Regions from separate parts of the Anas platyrhynchos genome. Here region 2 is linked to region 1. A link is a contact called in public Hi-C data. All regions are on one chromosome and are shown on one strand. Each heading gives the region's core, a stretch centred on a gene start, on an enhancer-like site or on the middle of the called end of the contact. The rest is flanking DNA. Distances are from core to core; before and after follow the strand shown.

Region 1 (2,700 bases), core at 7-2,506:
TTTCAAGAGGTCAAGATCTATTTTATAATCCTTGGCAAATTCAAATCATTTCCTTTAAACTGTTTACACTCGAGGGAGTTATGATCCTGTTTACTTCTCACAAATCAGGAGGGGTGGAGCGGGTTTGGTCTGGAGAGGTAGATCCAGCGAGGCGAAGCAGCAGGTTTGGCAGCCCCGATGGAGCACGCAGCGGGAGAGACAAAGCACAGAGCAGGGATGATGCCTTCGTGTCTGCCCTGTGCTTCATCAGACGCCTGTGCCCAGTGGCACGAGGAGATGTTTCATAGGCACGTGGGCTTCCTATAGGCAGCTCTGTGAGAGCCCAGCCATCCAGGGGAAGGTCTGGCTGCCCTCTGGTATCCTGGCCTCCAAAATAGCAGAGAATGCTCCTGACTGGAAACAACATCCACAAAAAAGTTTCTGCACTGCCAGCTGTGGCAAAGCCAAGCTGTCACAAAGCTGTTTGGTGAGCTCTGCAGGAAACAAAGCTCCTGTTGAAGCTGCTGGCAGCCTGCAAGCTGGGCACGAGCGCAGGGCCATGACATGAGGCAGACGTCAGCGTCGCGGACCAGACCATGACTCTTGTCGTGCCCGTGGTGTGCTGCCTGTCCCCACACAGAGGCAGAGCAGGGTTTGCTAAACCTTGGGGCCGTCCCCTGCCACCCAGCTTGGCTTCCAGAGCATGGGGGGTTTTGAGACAAGGCCAGGTGGCTGAAGTGCCACCAAGTCTGCAGGCCGGTGGCTTGGGCTTCGGTGTCGCCACATGGGGACAAGGAGCCCCACAAGGCTGTGTTAGCAGCCTGGGGATGGCTGGATGGTGGCAGCCCTCTGGGGATGACCTTGACCACCCCCCACCTCACTATACATTAAAGGAGGCTGTAGTGAGGTGGGGGTTGGCCTGTTCTCCCACGTGCCTGGTGACAGGACGAGGGGGAATGGGCTAAAGTTGAGCCAGGGGTGTTTTAGGTTGGATATTAGGAAGGACTTCTTTACTGAGAGGGTTGTGAGGCATTGGAATGGGCTGCCCAGGGAAGTGGTGGAGTCACCATCCTTGGAAGTCTTTAGAAGATGTTTGGATGTGGTGCTTGGTGATATGGTTTAATGGAGGTCTGGTTAGTGTTAGGTCAGAGGTTGGACTCAGTGATCTTGGAGGTCTCTTGCAACCTAGATAATTCTGTGATTCTGTGCTTCTGTGGCCGGCCTCATGGCCGCCATACCAGCCCTGTCCTTCACGAGGCCTTCTCGTGGCGCCGACCGCTAGATGGGGCCGGGCTATCTCAGTAGGAGCGGGAACGGCACGAGCCATAAATCACCCCCGCCGGCGGGCCGGAGGCCCCCGCTGCTGGGGCACCCCAGCTTTTTAAGGGCAAAAATACGCCTTTGTTCCCCGGCTGACCCGCGCGGTGACATCAGCGCCGCGCTTCCCCCGGCCTCGCCGGCGCTGACACAAGCCAGATGGCCGCGGCCGGCCGGCCCCGCGCTCGCTGGGGCAGGGTGGGAAGAAGGGGTTTTATGATCAGCTGCGGGAGCGCGGCGAGGCTGCAGCCTGGCCCGGTAATTACGCCTTCACTGCGCCCTTTATTCCTGGCGGTGAAGGTCGCTGGGAGGGAAAAAAAAATAATAATAAAAAAAAAAAATCAGGTTTTTATTTGTAGTGTTTGTTACGGACAGACCTTTGATCTTTTATTAGTCGGTAGTCTGCTCTGCTCTGGAGGAATTTCCCCCCCCCTCCTTTTTTTTTTTTTTTTTTTTTTTAAACCGGTCCTGCAGTCACTCGTGAAAATGACATGTTTATTTATGTTTAATGGCCCTCTCAGGCTGTTCATTGTGCAGTACTTACCTTCCCCCTCCTTTTTGTCTCCATTTAGTAACACAAAAATGTTTTGGTTTTGCAGCGAATTTAGTTTGGAGAAGTCAGAGTTCAGGCATGTTAATACAAGCAGTTTTCCATCAGATATACTCCAGAGTGATGTGGTAATACATAAGACCGTGTATTACGCGTTTGTTCGTTAGGGGGTCGGAAGAGGCCGCGATCGGCTTCTTAATCTTATCCAGGAAATGCCCAAGACAAAACCATTCCTCAGTTCATTTCTGGGCGCTCGTGTCCCACAGCTCCTTCGCTATGATATTCAGAAACAGAGGGAGGCAGCTCTGAGGAGGCCGGTGGATGTGCCACATTGCTCATTAGCCCCCTGGGGTTTAATCCTGCTTCCAGCCGTGTCACCGAAAGCCTCAGGATCACCTTTGGTGGGGGCTGGCTCGCGGCCCCGATGTCCCGTAACCCTCTGAAGCCAGCGCTGCGAGGCAGCTGCGTTTCCTCTTTCCCATCGTGGGGTAAATGGAACAATTAGTATTCGTGCATTAAATCCTTCTCAAATAAAATCTTGCGACTGCCATCTCTCCATTTTCTATATTTAAACTGCCCGGAAGGTTGTTTAAATATATCTCATGGACAGTTTACAATGCGAATTATTTCCTGCCTTTAAAACAAGAAGTCGGGGGTTTAAGATAACTGGGAAGTTTATTACAGTGCGATGTCACGTTCCTCAGACAAGTCATCAAAAGAACAATTTTTAGCAAGGACTGGTTCCTAGCACTCACCATTCACAAATGTGGAGCTTGATTGTATTTTCAAAAACAAATAGAAAAGCCTGCCCCTTCGCTCTGTCCCGCATTACTGGATGTTGAAGCAGGACTCCT
Region 2 (2,700 bases), core at 140-2,639, 260 kb after region 1:
TGTACACTGGTGAGGCAGGATGTAGATGAGGTAGATGATGGAGTAGGCGCAGTGCTGGTGTGTCTGCCAAGCAGTGTGTCTCCTGAGACGAGATGAGGTGATGTAAAACAGGAAAACTCCATCCATGGTGAAGCTCATTGCAACAAGGAGTTTGATGGTGTGTCACAGGTCATCGCTCCCAACATTTTGCTCCCTAGGGCTGGTGCTGTGCTGTGGTGGCAGTGATGCATGGAGAAAGCTGAATTTGAGCAGCCTGTAGCTTATAGCAAGGCTAGGCATGCTTCATTTTAATCACTGGCTGGTAAAGTGCCCATGCGTGGGCTGAGCATCTTGGATACCTGCTTGCCATTTTGCCCACACTGTGAATTTTCACTAATGTCAGTGTAATTCAGCATGAAACAATTATTCTTGTGCTAATTTCTACAGTGTCAAGCATCATGTGAATTCTCTCTAGAAGGCATGCTGTCCAAGCAGAGGAAGAGACATCCAGATCCTTATGCATGTGGAATATGTACCTGCTAAGCTGCCTTTTTATGACTGAGCATGTTGGTCATTACTCTTTTATTTTCCCAATCAGACTGGCTTACTAGGAGATCAGTTGCCTGCCAGCGTTTCTTTGTAGAAATGGAAGATATACGCTAAAAAGCATCCAGACATGGTAACCTCATTTTTTAAAACATTAGTAAGATTTTAAAGAGCCAAACCAATTATTTTTGAAATATGGTAAAAATCGTTTGCTCCCTGGCTAACAGCTGTGCATGCCAAGTTCTGCTCAGTGAGCCAGTTTTACAGCCAGCTGTAAACTTTCGAATTTAAGGGTTTATGATGGAAACTGCAACTCTTGCCTTCACCAAAGCTGTGCAGACACCCCACGGTAATATTGATTTAATTACATGCTGCATAGTTATTACTGGTAACAAAAGCAAAGGGCACACAGCATTTTAGCGTCACACACAGTGCTTTTATTTGGGATACTTGGCAGGTGAAAATCTGAAGGGCAGAGCTAGAACTGGAGGCTCTAAGCTGTTTGAAATCACTCCTTGCAGCACTGGTTTGTGAAGTGATTTATTTGAGCTGCAGCCTATAGACCATACATCACCTTCCTGGTTGGCTTTGTTGGCACCTTGTCACATTCTTGCGGGCTTGAGGAATTCATTGTTCTTGTTTGAACTGATAAGAACAAAAAAGGATTTTCTGCCTGAGACCTTGGGAAAGGCAGAGGGGGAGGAATGTTGACATGAAACAGCAGGGCTGCACTTTCCCAAGCCTTTCAGCCAGCGCAGCAGCCCGCATTCTTCAATTGCTGGGGAGCCCGGGCTGGAGGTGTGCTGATTGCCCCTTTATTTGCTGCTGCCCAACAGCAGGGCCCAGGGAGGTGGTGGGAAGAGGAGTGAGCAGGGCAATGGATGCTCCCAGGAACCAGGACAGGATTGCTCTGAAGGGAATCTCACGAAGTATCAGGCTGCAGTCACTGTGAGGGGTGTGAGACGTGGAGTGTAGCTGGGTTTGGGCCAGTCCTCTAAAAGTCCCCGCGTTGCACGTGTGCTTTCGGGGAGAGGAGCTGCACCGATCCTGCTTCCTCCGCTGAGTCCTTGAATGCTCAAGGGAGGCAGCCCACAGCTCCAGGCTCAGCGGGCTGATGAACTTGGATTGGGTAACGGATATTGACAGCACTGCTTTGCCTCTTACAGACTTGGTAGCAAGTGCTTTTATAGACATGGCATTGCATCGCTATCCTGGGGATCAAAACTCCTCTTTTTTTTTTCTCATCCTTCCTCAATGCTATGAAAAAGATGCACTTTCTTGTTCCTCCTGAAACCACAGAAGGTTACTGCAGGTGCTTGAAGGCTCATGAAAACGTGCCAGTTCGAACCATCTTGATGAACTGTGAGCTACAAAAAGTACCAATTAAAAACAGATTTTTTCCTCTGAGAACATAAAAGACAACCATCTGCACCAAGGTTTTGCACCTGCTCTGTGCACAGAAAAGTGTTTTGCTCATCCAGTGCCTTCCAGCATGCCTTCTCCTGGGGAAAGGAGATCACTGCCTCCTCAATCTCTTGATTTCAGAGGATATCAGAAAGCCCTAACAGAGGCTGTTATTTAAATAATACTGGCTTAATTTTATAATAATAATAAAAAAATACAATAAAGCCTTTTTACTTTTCCAAGCAGTGCCAGACTGAAATTTCAAAATACTGATGACAAATAAATAGGCTTGTATCATTTCTAAATTTAAACAGAAATACGGTATTGCTGGCTGCAAGAGAAGGGTGTAAAGTCAAGGTATGGCAAAGGGTCTGATTAAAAAAAATAACAACAAACCACTCAATTTTTGCTTTCATGGTTATTTTTGTACCAGTTGGACCACGGATCTATCTACAGGCTGCTCAATGTCTCCAAGACCATGTAGTAGCATGACCCGTAGGTACAACATCCCACTGGCAGTACAGCTCAGGCTGACAGAGGAAGCAGTGTTTTCCCTCTCCTTCGCATTGTTGCCCAGTGGTGGGGAAGGCTGGCGACCATTACACAGGACAAAGCTCTGTCTCAGACTCTTTTTATTCACGCTTTGTCCTGCAGGGTCATGTGCCCACAAGATGCAGAAAGAATACTTGGTTATTTGAGTGAAAAAGGAATTGCACCCACGTGCATAGTTGAGATGAAAAAGCGTAGGGCTACTTCGGACAGGATATGGTG

What was found. A called contact is a pair of places that touch in the nucleus more often than the background predicts.
Region 2: a Hi-C map of small yellow follicle shows a contact between it and region 1, with 2.5 times the contacts expected there. The contact joins two enhancer-like sites. A contact is called at or near these places in 3 of 8 Hi-C or Micro-C datasets (liver, skeletal muscle and small yellow follicle).

Annotation. Positions count from the first base shown.
Region 1 is chr1:36,108,660-36,111,359 of IASCAAS_PekinDuck_T2T, forward strand. All of the region lies in intron 1 of MSRB3 (methionine sulfoxide reductase B3), which reads left to right. Among named protein-coding and RNA genes, the nearest start is that of MSRB3, 17 kb to the left of the region's middle. Within about 2 kb of position 1,257, at least 5 of the 8 cell types and tissues checked have an H3K27ac peak or open chromatin away from gene starts, as enhancers often do. A contact at or near this core is called in small yellow follicle, where this site is marked.
Region 2 is chr1:36,371,947-36,374,646 of IASCAAS_PekinDuck_T2T, forward strand. All of the region lies in intron 4 of HMGA2 (high mobility group AT-hook 2), which reads left to right. Among named protein-coding and RNA genes, the nearest start is that of HMGA2, 50 kb to the left of the region's middle. Within about 2 kb of position 1,390, at least 3 of the 8 cell types and tissues checked have an H3K27ac peak or open chromatin away from gene starts, as enhancers often do. A contact at or near this core is called in small yellow follicle, where this site is marked.